Regions from separate parts of the Sus scrofa genome. Here region 2 is linked to region 1. A link is a contact called in public Hi-C data. All regions are on one chromosome and are shown on one strand. The core of a region is the stretch at or near the end of the contact, and the rest is flanking DNA. Distances in the headings are between cores, read along the strand shown. Region 1 holds the start of KMT2D (histone-lysine N-methyltransferase 2D). Region 2 holds the start of PRKAG1 (protein kinase AMP-activated non-catalytic subunit gamma 1).

Evidence for each region. Hi-C and Micro-C count contacts between places; a contact is called where the count stands out from the background.
Region 2: a contact with region 1 is called in a Hi-C map of liver, with 4 times the contacts expected there. The contact joins the promoter of PRKAG1 here to the promoter of KMT2D in region 1. A contact is called at or near these places in 9 of 47 Hi-C or Micro-C datasets (blood, embryonic fibroblasts, epiblast stem cells and 4 more) and 2 of 2 datasets of contacts at active chromatin or transcription factors (alveolar macrophages and skeletal muscle).

The regions. Positions count from the first base shown.
Region 1 is chr5:15,089,140-15,095,402 of Sscrofa11.1, reverse strand. KMT2D (histone-lysine N-methyltransferase 2D) reads left to right here and starts at 3,781. Exons shown (of 56, transcript XM_021091593.1): 1 at 3,781-5,371. RHEBL1 (GTPase RhebL1) reads left to right here. Exons shown (of 7, transcript XM_021091594.1): 6 at 241-322; 7 at 483-1,005. The coding sequence ends at 572.
Region 2 is chr5:15,044,609-15,051,184 of Sscrofa11.1, reverse strand. It overlaps PRKAG1 (protein kinase AMP-activated non-catalytic subunit gamma 1), which reads left to right and starts at 1,566. Exons shown (of 12, transcript NM_001001642.2): 1 at 1,566-1,614; 2 at 6,049-6,097. The coding sequence starts at 1,606. KMT2D (histone-lysine N-methyltransferase 2D) reads left to right here. Exons shown (of 56, transcript XM_021091593.1): 56 at 1-1,358.

The DNA of each region.
Region 1 (6,263 bases), core at 2,532-5,031:
TCTTTTCACTTCTAACTTGAAGGCTAAAACAAAATCACCCTTTTATGGCAAAAGCTATAGTTTTATATTTTAAGCCTCAGTCCTAGGCTCCTTTGTTTTTCTACATTTTCTCCTCTTCCAACCCTGTTCCCAAACCTTGGAATGAGATAGATCAGAGGAAATCTGATTTCTACTGAGATATTGCAAAGATCATGGGGGACATTGCTCTCCTTCATTTTCATGTCCCAAATTTGCTTCCAGGGAGGTCCAGGCTGTTGAAGGGAAGAAGCTGGCAGAGTCCTGGGGTGCAACATTTATGGAGTCATCTGCTCGAGATAATCAGGTGCTGGGCCTGAAGATTAGGAAGGTGGTGGGGGGGGTAGCAGTGTTTTTCTTATGGCATCGCTTGGTGGTGGGGATGGTGGGGGAGTATAGGGTATTCACCTCAGAGTACTGGCAGTGAACTAACCAACTTTTTTGCCCTGAATTCTTATCCCTTGCAGCTGACTCAAGGCATCTTCACCAAAGTCATCCAGGAGATTGCCCGGGTGGAGAATTCATATGGCCAAGAGCACCGTTGCCATCTCATGTGAACCCTTGAGCATGGGGTAGCTGCCTTGATTCTGCTCCTGGCATGTGCCAGGCTCCAGCAGAGGTTTGGGGGGCAGGGCCTCAGGACCTCACGGGTTTGGTTACCAGCTGTGTCCCTGGCCCTCTGGGCACACAGTGTGGTACCCTCATGTTTGCACACTTGCCCAGGCTCCCGTGGCCTGGCTGTCAATGTTTACAAAGGGGCAAGGATGTCTCACGGGCAGTGTCCTCTAGCCCTCTGTCTTTGCTAAGTAAATGAATTGTTATAACCTGTGGGATTGGGATTTGAGTCCTGGGCATTGTTTATTTAGGACCCAGTTGCCTAGGTAGGTTTTGGATGTTGGCTGGGTGAGGGGAGCTGGGGACTCCTGAAGTGGAGGTGACTCTCTGGAGTGACAATGTATATATGCAAATAAACTGAGAAATCCTTTTGTAGTTGACTTCTCTGTATCTGGGGAGAGTTCAATGCCAACAGCTCCTTTTCCAAGGAGTTGATGGCTATGGCCTTTGGTAGCGAATCAGGGCAAATGTTTTCTTCCTGCCTTGTTACCATTCCTTACCTCTTCCTCACTCATTCAGGACCATAACCCTAGGATCTCCTCCTCACCTTTCCCACTTTCCTTTTCTACTCCTTTCGCCCATACAGGTAACCTGTTGGCTGCCACTCCCTCCCAAATTTGTAGACGCTCACCATCCCCTTAACTACAGAAACACCACCCTCTAGTGGCCAGCTGCCACATGCTGACCTAGCTTCCCTCCTGGGGTCTTGGCATTTGCTGGAACTCAGAGAGGATAGGGTTTGGGCTGGAGGAAGAAAGACCCTAGTTCCTAATCATGTAAGAACAGTGAAGTAGTGAAAAGGCAGGGACTAAAGTGTTGTGAAGATTTTAGCTTTCTAAAGAGAGTCGAGTAAAGTAAGAAATAATGCCCTGGGAGTTTCCTGATGGCCCAGTGGGTTCAGAACCAAGCACAGTCACTGCTGTGGCTCAGGCCACTGCTGTGCTACAGGTTTGATCCTGGCCCTGGAATTTCCAAACACCCTGGAGCATGGCCAGAAAAAAAGAAAGAAAAGAGAAAGGAAGAAAAAAATGCCCCGATGTATATCAATCCCCACTCCCCACCCTCGTCTTCAATGCCTTTCATTAAAATGGATATTCTTGGAGTGCTTTTGTGGTGCAGCAGTTAGGGATCTGGAGTTGTCACTGCCGTGGTATGGTTCGATCCCTGGCCTGGGAACTTCCACATGCCTCAGACCCATAAAAGGGATGCTCTTTGCTCCTTTCATACCTTTCAAACATTTGAAGTTGTGCTACCTTTTTTAGGTGTCAAAGGCTAAGTTTGGTCCTACCCGGCCTCTACTCCCTACCCCCCCTGGTAGCCCTTGGGCCTAATTGGCCTAATACCTTCTCCAGGGATTTATAAGGATACTTGAATGGTAGCCTTCACAGGAAGGGCATACCTTTCCTGGCAACTTGAAGAACTTGAGGTACTCTGTCAATGCACTTAGTTGGGGAAAATGGACAAAATGTAGGTGGGGTTTTTAGCTGTGACCTTGTTATTGCCTGGCTCCAGACCAGCCAGCTAGTCTTACAGTTGGGGGTGATGGTATGTCACGCTGGTTTTCAGAAGTCCTGCCAGCTGCTTTTGGAGCTCTCATCCGGAATCTAAAAAGAAATAAGGGCTGCTGGAAGGAGCATATTCCAAAGAGCAATGTCTCAGAGGTTTAGGATTCTCTTTATGGTTGTCAGGTTGTCATCACCCTCTCTCCTTACACTAAAATGACGTCCTTTTGCACATGTGACCTGGAATTCTCATTATGGGTACCTACACTTCTGCTGTTATTTCCATAAGGTCTGAGATAGAATAACACATATCTGAGGTTTTCTAGAAGTGTATCAAACAATCTCAAGGCCTGATTAGTAGTAAAGGACAGTGGTTAATGGTTGGCTTGAAACAGTTACTCTTCCACTTAGCTCTGTGACCTTGGCCAGACACTTAACCTCTCTGAGCCTCTGAACCTCTCTGTTTCTCCTTTCTGAAGTGTAGTTAAAGCTTTCTCACAGGATTGAGGTGAAAATGAAACTGAAATGACATATGAAATGCCTAGGCATAGTTCCTTATATATAATAAACCCGTAAGAAATGTTTGCTGTCATGTTATTGGACGTCTTTTTGGTGAGGGTCTGGCCTGCCTGCCTGCCTCTGGATGAAGACAGTAGGGAGAGGCATTATATTTTCAAATTTCTGTCTCTTGGTGAACCTATTCCACTATATTTGGGATAGGTGTGGGGTCTCTGCTGGACTTTTTGGCTAAGTGCAGGGCACATGTCAGTGTGTGACTAGGACAGGACACGCCTTGTCCTGATCCCTCCTATAACTCTGGTCTAGGGATGTAGGTCTCCTGCACTGCCCAATATGGAAGCCACAAGTCACATATGCCTATTCAATTTAGTTTTAAAATTAAACAAATGAAAAGTTCCTTAGTTGCACCACCTACATTTCAAAGTGCCCAATAACTACATGTGGCTAAGCCATATTAATAGTGTAGATATAGTGCATTTCTATCAATGCAGAAAGTTCTATTGGATACCACTGCAAACCCTTTCCCACAAAACCAGCCCTGCACTTGATCTGCCTGCTTTTCTCCACATTTTAACACACACTCACCCCAGGAAAAACATTGATTTGAATCATGCATGGCTCAACTTCTCACTAGATGTGATTCGTTGGGCAATTTTACCTATTTTAGCCTCAGTCTCTTCATACAGCCATAGTTCCACGTAATTCATAACGAGGGTGAAGAATGAGAAGATATAAAGTATCTAGCACATTGTTAATTTGTCTCCTCTTATCCATGCCGTGGTTACAGCTAATGCAGAGAAGTTATTCCAACCCCTTTTCATCCAGACTAATGGGGGAGGGGTGCCTGCAAGTTGAGTGTTTTGGGATCTTGTCTAGAGTAACAGTATTCTGGCCAGGTAGCAGCAAGGCTCCAAGTTACATCTCCTCTGTTTACTAAAAAAGGGGACATAGGCCCTGAAGATCCGGAGAGAAAGACTAGAGGTGCGAGTAGGAGCACCCGGGAAACTCTACATTTATGTTTTGATGGGGGAGGTGATTGTGGGGGCACTAACAGTCCTCTTTCCTCTCGAGAGGGTTTGAGAGCCAGAAGGAACGACCAGGCACTCGATCCGCTTTCCTTTGGGCCCCCGAACGTGGCAGGAACCCACCCTTTGCAGCGCCAGGCGCCGTGCCTCACTTTCTCCATTTGCGGACTCCAGTTCCCAGGATGCAGAGCAGCGGCCAATCTCCTGGCTCTTCTTCCATCCCCCTCCCGGGGAAGATTGCCCCTGGCCGAGGCAAGGGGCAGTTGGAGTCTCAGGGGCCGAAAACTCCGGGAAAACGGAATTAGAAAGTGGCCAGAGCCCTAGTTTCACTAGCCGGGCGGTAAAAGAGGCAGTTCCAGGGCCGGGGCGAAGAGGAGGGGGGCTTCATTCCCACGTGTCTGCACAGCGGCCGGCCCGGCGCGGTCGGGGTTAACCATTGGCGGAGGGATCCCTCAGCGTGTGCGTAGAACTGCAGAGTCACAGCCTTTCCTCCGAGAGGGCTGGATCCCTCCGCCGCTCCGCTCCAACACAAAATAGGGCCGCGTCTTCTCCTTTCTCCCCCTTCTCAAGTGGGGTTCCCCAGGCAAAAGGGCCCCCAGGATCTCGCGCCGGAGGCTTCCTGAATCTCCACGACCGCTGCCGGGATCTCGGGCCAGGAAATAGCCCCTTCGCAGGAACCACCCTACCGGCCGAACAGGAGGCGGAGGGGGGGAGGCGGAGCGGCGCCGCGCTGCACTACTTTCCTCTCCGGTTGCAAATGGCTGCCTCGTTCCCCACTTTCCGCTCAGTTTCCTGACCCCCCGGCGCCGGGAGCCGGGGTTGGGCCATGCACCTCTAGGCCCCCCGCGATCACAGCCAGCCGGGGGTCGAGGGGGTGCCGCCGATCAGAGCCGGCCAGGCCGGGGGCGGGGCAGCTCCCGAGGCCAGAGGGAAAGGGAGGCGAGCGCAGGGCCTGGAGCGGCCGGAGGGGAGCGGGCAGAGGGCTCGCACCGCCCGCCCCTTCCTCTTCCTCGCCCACCTACCCTCCTCCCTTCCCGGGGGGGAGAAGAAGGTGGGGTGCTCGAAGCCGCCGAGGGCGAGCGTTCGGGGTCGAGGAGCCCGGCGCTGGGTGTGTGTCAGGTTCAGCCCCGCGGCCCCGCCGGCTCCGCGTCGCCGTAGCTCGCGCGGCCCCGGGGCGCCGGCCCGAGCGGAGAGAGGGGCTCGGCGCTCCTGCGAGGGTCTCACGTTCCATCCGGGCCCGGCGCGGGCCGGCGCGGCATTCCTTCCGGGCTGCTGGGGAGGCGCCTCGACGTTCCATCTGGAGAGCCTCGACGTTCCGCCCGAGCCCGGCGCGGGCGGCCGGGGCGCTGGCCCGGCCCTAGGACTGAAAGGCCGCCGGGCGACGCGGATGCGGAGCCTGCTCGCCCAAGATCAAAGCCACCGGTGCTCTCTTTGTGTCCGCTCGGGATTCACCGCCCTGGGGCTGTCCATGGAAACCTAAACTGCTGGAACCCGAGGCAGAGAACCCCTCTTTGGCTTCTTGCTTTTTTTGGGGGGGGAAGGGTGGCCACTCCGACCTGGATTTACCGTTCTTGGCCCCCCTAAGCCCCCCCGTGCGGGGGGCGGCTGTGATCGCTCTGGCGGTTGGAGGTCGGGGAGCGGCCCGGGCTCTGGCCATGTTCTCGGATGAGGATTTCTGGATCGCCCTGTGAAGAGGTGAGTGAAGTCCGCCCGGCCAGGGCCCAGAATGGGTTGGACTGGGGGCATAGCCAGATGGACTATCTTGGCCGGAGCTGGCCTGTAGGTTGGAGAAAGGGGTGCCAGAGCTGAGGAGGGTTCCTTTGGCAGGGTCTGTCAAGGGAACCTGAGCCAGTCGCCAGGGCAGAACGGAGGCCTGGTGTCTTGGGGTGTGCCTCTTTAAAGACTGGGGGTTTGGGGAACCACGGGAGTTTGGGAACCTGGCCAGAAAGCCTCTCTGCCTGTTTATTTTTGTGTTGGGGGGAGCTCTACTAAACTAGGACCCAAGCCCTGATGCCAGCACCAATCCCAGTCAGCTGCTTCTCCTTCAGGGTTCCTTGTGGGCCTTGGGAATGGAACAACTTGGGAGCGGGGGTAGGGTGCCACTGCCAGGTCAGACTTATTGCCAGTTTGGACTTTAAGGTTGTTCTTGCCCATCCGGACACCCAGAGCAGTCTCTGGGAGACTCAGGGAACCCCAGATCCTTCACTAGGCCTTATACCCTGTGCACTGGGGAGAGTGTGTGGAAACTGACTAGTGCGATGAAGGGGGTGGCTGGGGCAAGGAGGAGGCGGGGCTGGGGGCAGCTCTGGCCTTGCTATTCAACTTTAAACTACCCCTGCCTGGCAAAGTGACCCCAGCGAGGCCTAGTGCTGTCTTAGGCTGCTTTGCCTCCCCTCCTCTCGGGATGGACATAATCTCTAGGGGATTATAGAGGAGACCGTTGAGATTTGCTCCCTGCGAATGTGGGTTGCAAAAAATGGCTTTTGTCTCCCTCTTTCTTTGGGCCTGGTGTGGGGAGCTGGTGGCCCATAAGTCCCTGGCCAGTCCTGCAGGCCCCTCCCAGACCTCTCCAACCTTTTCCCATCAG
Region 2 (6,576 bases), core at 317-2,816, 42 kb after region 1:
TTTCCTCACCCCCTCCTCCCCACCCCCTGGCTGTGACTGCTGTAAGGTGGGGGTGTAGAGGCTGGGCGATTCCCACCCCCTTTTGTATAGTTGGACTATGTTATAACGCACAAAAGTGAGCTGGCCCCAGGGGGAGCCAGAGGGTAATGGGTTCCCCTGCCTCCCTTTCCTTCCCCTTTCTGCCCAAGCTTGTGCTGCAGTTGAACCTCTTCCTGGGGGTAGGGGTAGGTCCGGGGGTAGATGCGGCCCCAGACCCCTCTCTGGTAGGGAGCCGTGGGGATGAAGATGAAGCTTATATGCAGTTCTCTCCTAGGGGCTGTGGGCAAAGGGCATTTTGTAATTAATATTTTCAAGAATCAAATATCTGGAGTGTAGGGGTGGGCTTGGTGGCGGTGTGTGGGCAGGCCTGCTGGAGGGGGAGCACGGTCGCTGTTGTGATTTTAGGTTTGTTTTTGTTTTGTTTTTGAATTTGGGGGGTTGCGGATTGATGGGGGTAGGGAGATTTTTTTTTTTTTTTTAAGCTGCTTCCTCAACTGTTTCAAGCTGCAAATGTTTAAGAGGATAACATCCCACCCCCACCCCCACCCCCACCCCCACAGAAACCACTGTAATGAAATCAGACAGTGGGGAGACTGGGCTGCTGACCCCAAAGCCATTGGATGTTCCTTTTCCAAGAGCAAAAGGTCTAGGCTCCAGGGATGGGGAGATTTGGCTCCAGTGAGTCAGGCCCTGGTTGGGGCTTGGGCCCTGGGATTGGGAAAAGGGGATGGGGCAGACTTTGTAAGCGTATGCTAGGTATCCGATAGTCCTGTAGAATTTAGTGAAGAAACCTTATACAGTTTTTAATTTTTATATAAACTAACTCAGACCCAAGCTACAAGGTTGGAATTTTGGTTGTTGGTTTTTTTTTTTTTTTTTAAGTACCCCGCCTGTATAATTGCATCAGAATTCCCTCCCCCACCCCCACCCCCGTGTTTGTATTTTGGGTTGGTTTACACTTGCACATATTCAATTTTCAGTTTTTCCCCTTTACGGTCTTCTCCCCTCACCTCCAGGACCCTCCCCCTTTTTAAAAAATAAATCTCTGACAAGTGTGAATCCCGTGAAGACTTTATTTTGTGTTGTGTGTATCCTGTACAGCAAGGTTGGTCCTTCGTAACAACGGATGAAATGATTCCCTTTTTTAAAGCGCCCTCTCTCCCTCCACCCCCAGCGCCCCTGTCCTTGGCATGTTTTGTATCAGCGATCATTCTGAACTGTACATAATTTATGTTGCAAGAGGCAAAGGGCAAGTTTTGGATTTTGCTTCTTCCAAGTTTGTTTTTAAACGACAAATAAAAAAAAGAACATTTTAAATACAAGCGGCTCCGTCCCGTCACCCTCGCCGTCGGTGGGATCAGCGAGGTCCCAGTGTGGACCGGGGGAGGGCGGTTTCTGAGGCTAAGCAACGCCGGAAGGGTAAGCTCCCCGCCTTCCGCTCTTGACTTGCGTGTGTCCCGACGTAAGCGGAAGTGGCCTTGCGGTACCGGACGTGGGGCGGGGCCTTCTCCGCCCCCCGCCCCGGGCGAGCTTCCTAAAACGAACGAACTCAGCCGGCGTCTCGCAATGGAGACGGTGAGGAGCGCGGGAGGGCGGTGGGGGGGCGCTGTGGAGCCTAAGACCCCAGTAAGGGGACAGGGAAGCCGGCGCTGGTGCCCAGGAAAAGAGAAGCCCCGCGTCTGTCCTATTCCATGACCCTGCTGCTCCGCTTCTTCTCCTCTCCTAGGACTGGGCCGCGTCAGTGCCTGCCTTCCGTCCGCGGTACTGTTAGCCTGAGCGGGCAGTGACTCCCGGCTCCCTCCTTGGAACCCACACGCACCCTGGCGATCTCAGGTCTCCTTTCCTTTTAGCACCACAAGCCCTTGAGAGGTTTGCCTGAGAGAGAAGGGTTGTGATCCAGCTTTGCTGGGTGAGGCAGGAGGTTCAGAGGGTCCCTCGCTTGCAGGTAGCACCTGGTGCCCAGTTGTCTGAGTGAGATTCGTGGAATCCTTGGCAGGAGGGACGTCTGAAAGCCTTTTATACCGCCTTGAGGTGTCCAGCGACGTCACATCCCTTGATAAGACTGAAAAGTGGGGTTTCCCTGAAGGAGGGAATCTTTTCAGTGTTAGAGGCCACTGTGTCCCTGGAATAGTTTAGGTCATGCCCTGCTCTGCGATTCTAAGCAGATGTGTTGTCATAGCTCCTTCTTGGCAAGCAGGCATTAACGGATTGTGGCAGGCCCGTGTCATCCTCCCAGAGTTGCTGCAGGTTGCCTTCGACCTATTTGGACCCACCCTCACTCTCAGGACCCTTGGTCTAGCACTCTGGATGGAGCCTTTTCCATTCCCTTACCTCTCCGACAGTGCTTAACCATGTCTCTTCTGTCAGGCAGATATGCCCATCTTGGTTTGGATCATCTGCTACTGTAGTTGTGTGAGGGCTGCAGGTTCACTTTTCTTTGGATCAGTTACATGCCCAGGCTAATTTCCTTACTGTAACCCTTTTCTCCACCTGCAGAGGGGTCATGTCCCTTAGGTTATACAGAGGAAACAAAACCAAAGTGGTAAATTACGATTTGCAACTGGCCACTCAGGCAAGGGAGTTACAAATTAAGAGCATTTTGAGCAAGAATAAAAGATCTGATTCCACTAAATTTCAAATAACATTATTTTTTACTCGGAAATGTATTATGGTTTACAGAGCATTCTTGTATGGATTTTCTAATTTAGCCCTCATACTTTAGGTTCTTAGAATAGAAATTGTTTTAAGAAGAAGGAGAAAGAAAACCCCTGCTTTGAAAATGCTCAGCTTAACTGGAGTGGGAGTGAGGGCAAGCAGTGACAGCTGTTATTTCAGGTAGACTGTAATCAGTGCCATCATCAAGATGCAAACAAGGGGACTGTGGAAGCATAGGGAAGGGAGAAATTACTGTGAACCCAGGAGAGGGCATTGCAGGTTGAGAGAACAGTGTGAGCAAGGGCATAGAAACTGGGGTATGTAGAGATTAATTGGGGGTGAGCCAGTGGTTTGGTGTTGCTGGAGTTTTGGATTTTGGTCACAGTTGGAGAAAAGACTAAAAGTAGGCTGAGGTCAGGTTGAAGGTATTGCATACCATGTTAAGTTTGAATTTTGTTTTTGTTTTTATTTTGGCCACCCTGCAGCATTTGGAGTTCCTGGGCCAGGGATCAGATCTGAGCCACAGACCTGACTTAAACCACAGATGCAGCAATGCCAGACCTTAACTCACTGTAGGGGGCTGGGGATTGAACCTTCTTCCCGGTGCTTCCAAGATGCCACTGATCCCATTGTGCCACATCGGGAACTCCTGACTTTTGTTTTGTAACAAGGGGACCCACGGAAGGTTTATGAGCAAGGTAGTGAGTATGCTTTAGGCATGTCCCTAATGGCTTTCTGTAAATGGATGGGGCTACTTCAGAAAGTAGTGAGTTCTTAGTTGGTGGAGATGAGAGTCCCTTGCAAATCTGAGGTACTTGGGGAGAGAACTGGGTGCCAGCATGGAAGACAAATTAAGAGGAAATAGATTTAGGGCAAGGAGACCAGTTTAGAGAATGCTATAGAAATGGCATGTACGAGGCTAAGCTTAGGAGTTCCCTTGTGGCACAAGCAGGTTAAGGATCTGACATTGTCACTGCAGTGGCTCAGGTCACTGCTGTGGCACAGGTTTGATCCCTGGCCTGGGAACTTTCACATGTTTTGAAAGTGGCGGGGGGAAAAAAAGTGGGGGGGGGGCTAAGTTAAAGCTGTGAAAGTAGAAAGGAGAGAGATGGATTTGAGACATTTCTAACATAGCAGCTTACCTCATAGATGTTAAGGACAAGTTTAAGTTGACCCTGGTCTGTCATTCTAAGCAGACATGTTGGAATAGCTGTTTCTCGGAGGAATCAACCCTCCTGTTCTAGGCACTGGGGAAGACAGCGATGCAAAAGCAAAGGTGGGAACCACAGTAAAAATAATAGGATTGGAGGGACAGATGCTGTTCTGTTTGGTATTGAAGCACTTGAGGAGTCTCTGTGACATCTGTGATGGCCCAGCAAACAACTGGAAATGTGGATGAGAAGTTTGGCAGAAATTGTGAATCTGTGTTTCAGCCTTAGGGTATGTCTTTGTAATCATATTTTATGTTTATGCAGTGTAGTAGTCTTAAGTTCCTTCTGTTATTAAATGTAGAAAAAGTGGATGTAATTATCCAAATCCTGGGTGAAGAAACAGGCAGAAAGATGGAGTCATATTCAATTGCATTAGACTCTATTATGTAGCATCTGTGTCTCTGTTTAGCTATGTCTCTTTTTCTTTCTCTCTATATAACTTAGGTCTCTGTTCGTATCAGTGTACATCATTATCAATTTGAGAGTTAAAAAACCAAATAGTTGGGAGTTACATGCAAACCCCCTTTTTAGGTGGTATGAGGGAGAGATACAAAGAAACAGAAAACAGTTTTAGGCTTCCAGGAATTTACAGTCTGTTTGGACAGATAGATAACAAAATAACTGTAGCACAGTGCAGTAAATAAGTATCATGGTGGGTACCATAATTTCTACAGAAGTGGCTGTTTCGGTGTCTTTGTGTAGGTCTTTGTGAGACTGTGTTATACCATGTGTGTATCTTCACTGCTAAACAGTCCTCTCTCCCACTTATAAGCGATGAGGCTGTTGTTCCAGTAGCTTTGCCAAAATGCCAGGCCAAGCTGATAGTCATATGCAGCCCAGAGAGAAGAGAGGGAGATTATCCCCCTGCCCCCACGTTGGCCCGTTAGAGAAGGGAAATTTAGGGCTTTCCTGCCAACTTGACCCTGTTTACCAGCCAGCCTCCCAGGTTCAAGCCAAGGCCTTTAATTTCATGTTACTACAGCAGCTGTGGAGGTTAAGTCAGTTTGGGGATATTACCCAGACAGCAAATAGAGCCAGAACTGTTGTTTCTAATGGATGAAAATTATCATGATCTCTGCTGGATTCCCAGATAACAATGAAATTTCCAAATGCGCCCACTTGAGGGAGCACAGAGATGGTTCTGAAGCTTTCTCTGTATTCAGAGCACTCTCATCTCAGACTGTCATGAACAAGGAAGCTTGAAAAACCAGCATCCTCTGGGCTGTAGCAGCCTTTGACTCACAAGGGTGCTGAGAGGACCCAGGTCCCTATGTTCAAAACATTTATCCTGGAGTTCCCATCGTGGCACAGTGGTTAACAAACCCAACTAGGAACCGTGAGGTTGCGGGTTCGATCCCTGGCCTTGCTCAGTGAGTTAAGGATCCGGCGTTGCCGTGAGCTGTGGTGTAAGTCGCAGACAAGCCTTGGATCTGGCGTTGCTTTGGCTCTGGCATAGGCCGGGGCTACAGCTCCGATTAGACCCCTGGCCTGGGAGCCTCCATATGCCATGGGCGCGGCCCTAGAAAAGACAAAAAAAAAAAAAAAAAAAAAAAAAAAATTACCCTTCTCATTCACCCCTTAGTCAAACTTTGACTCTCACAGTCCGCTTCTGGGATCCTCCCCAGATGTGGCCTGCTTTCACGGAAAGGGGTATGTCAGTGACTCTGGGGTCCACAACCATTCTTAGTGACTGGGGGGAAGCAGTGCTGTCTCTCTAACTTGCATATTTTTTATAAAACAGGTCTGTGAGAATCTTGAGGGGCTCACTTTAACCTCATATTTTCTAGTCTCAGCTCTTATGACCTAATGTTTCATTAGGCAGAGTATATAAAATATATAAAGGTATGAACTTTGGAATCACATAAATCTGTATTCAAATCCCCATCCCACCCTTTACCAGCCATGTGACCTTGGGCAGTTTGCTTAATTTTTCTTGAACCTCAGTGTCCTAATCTTTGAAAATAAGGCTAATAATAGTATTTGCCTCAGGGCTGTTATGAAGATTAAATGTGATAATATTTCTGAAGGACCGTATATGGCTTTAAAGGAAGTCATTAGTTTACCAGCCCTTCCCCTACTATTGCTAGGCTCAGATGGATGGAACCTAAGATAGGCTGAATCTTTGTTTCTCCTGTCTCTCCAGGTCACATCTTCAGATAGCTCCTCAGCTGTGGAAAATGAGCATCCTCAAGGTAGGTTTACTTATGAAAGGAAACTAGTAAAAAAAAATAGTCTGATACTAATTTGTCTTCAGCAGGGCTTTTGAATTTCTCCCAGAATCTTCCCTGGAAACATCGAAGCTGGGCCAGATAATGTGCCAAACCACAGAAATCAGGAATAATGATTTGGCAAGATCACCTAGGAATAAATCTTGGGCGGGGTGAGGATGATTAACTATCTTCAGTTATCAGACCACTTGAGAGAAACTTTTGAGATTACAGAGAAAACTTCCATAGGCAACTCTGGGCAGGCTAACCATGTTTTAGGAATCCCTGGTAGGAGTGCCCACTGTGGCTCACCAGGTTGAGAACCCAATATTGTCTCTGTGAGGATGTGGATTCGATCCTTGGCCTTGCTCACGGGGTAAGGATTCAGCATCGCTGCAAGGTACGGTGTAGGTTGCTCCTGTGGTGCAGATCCCCTTTGGCTGTGGCTTAGGTCTCAGCAGCAG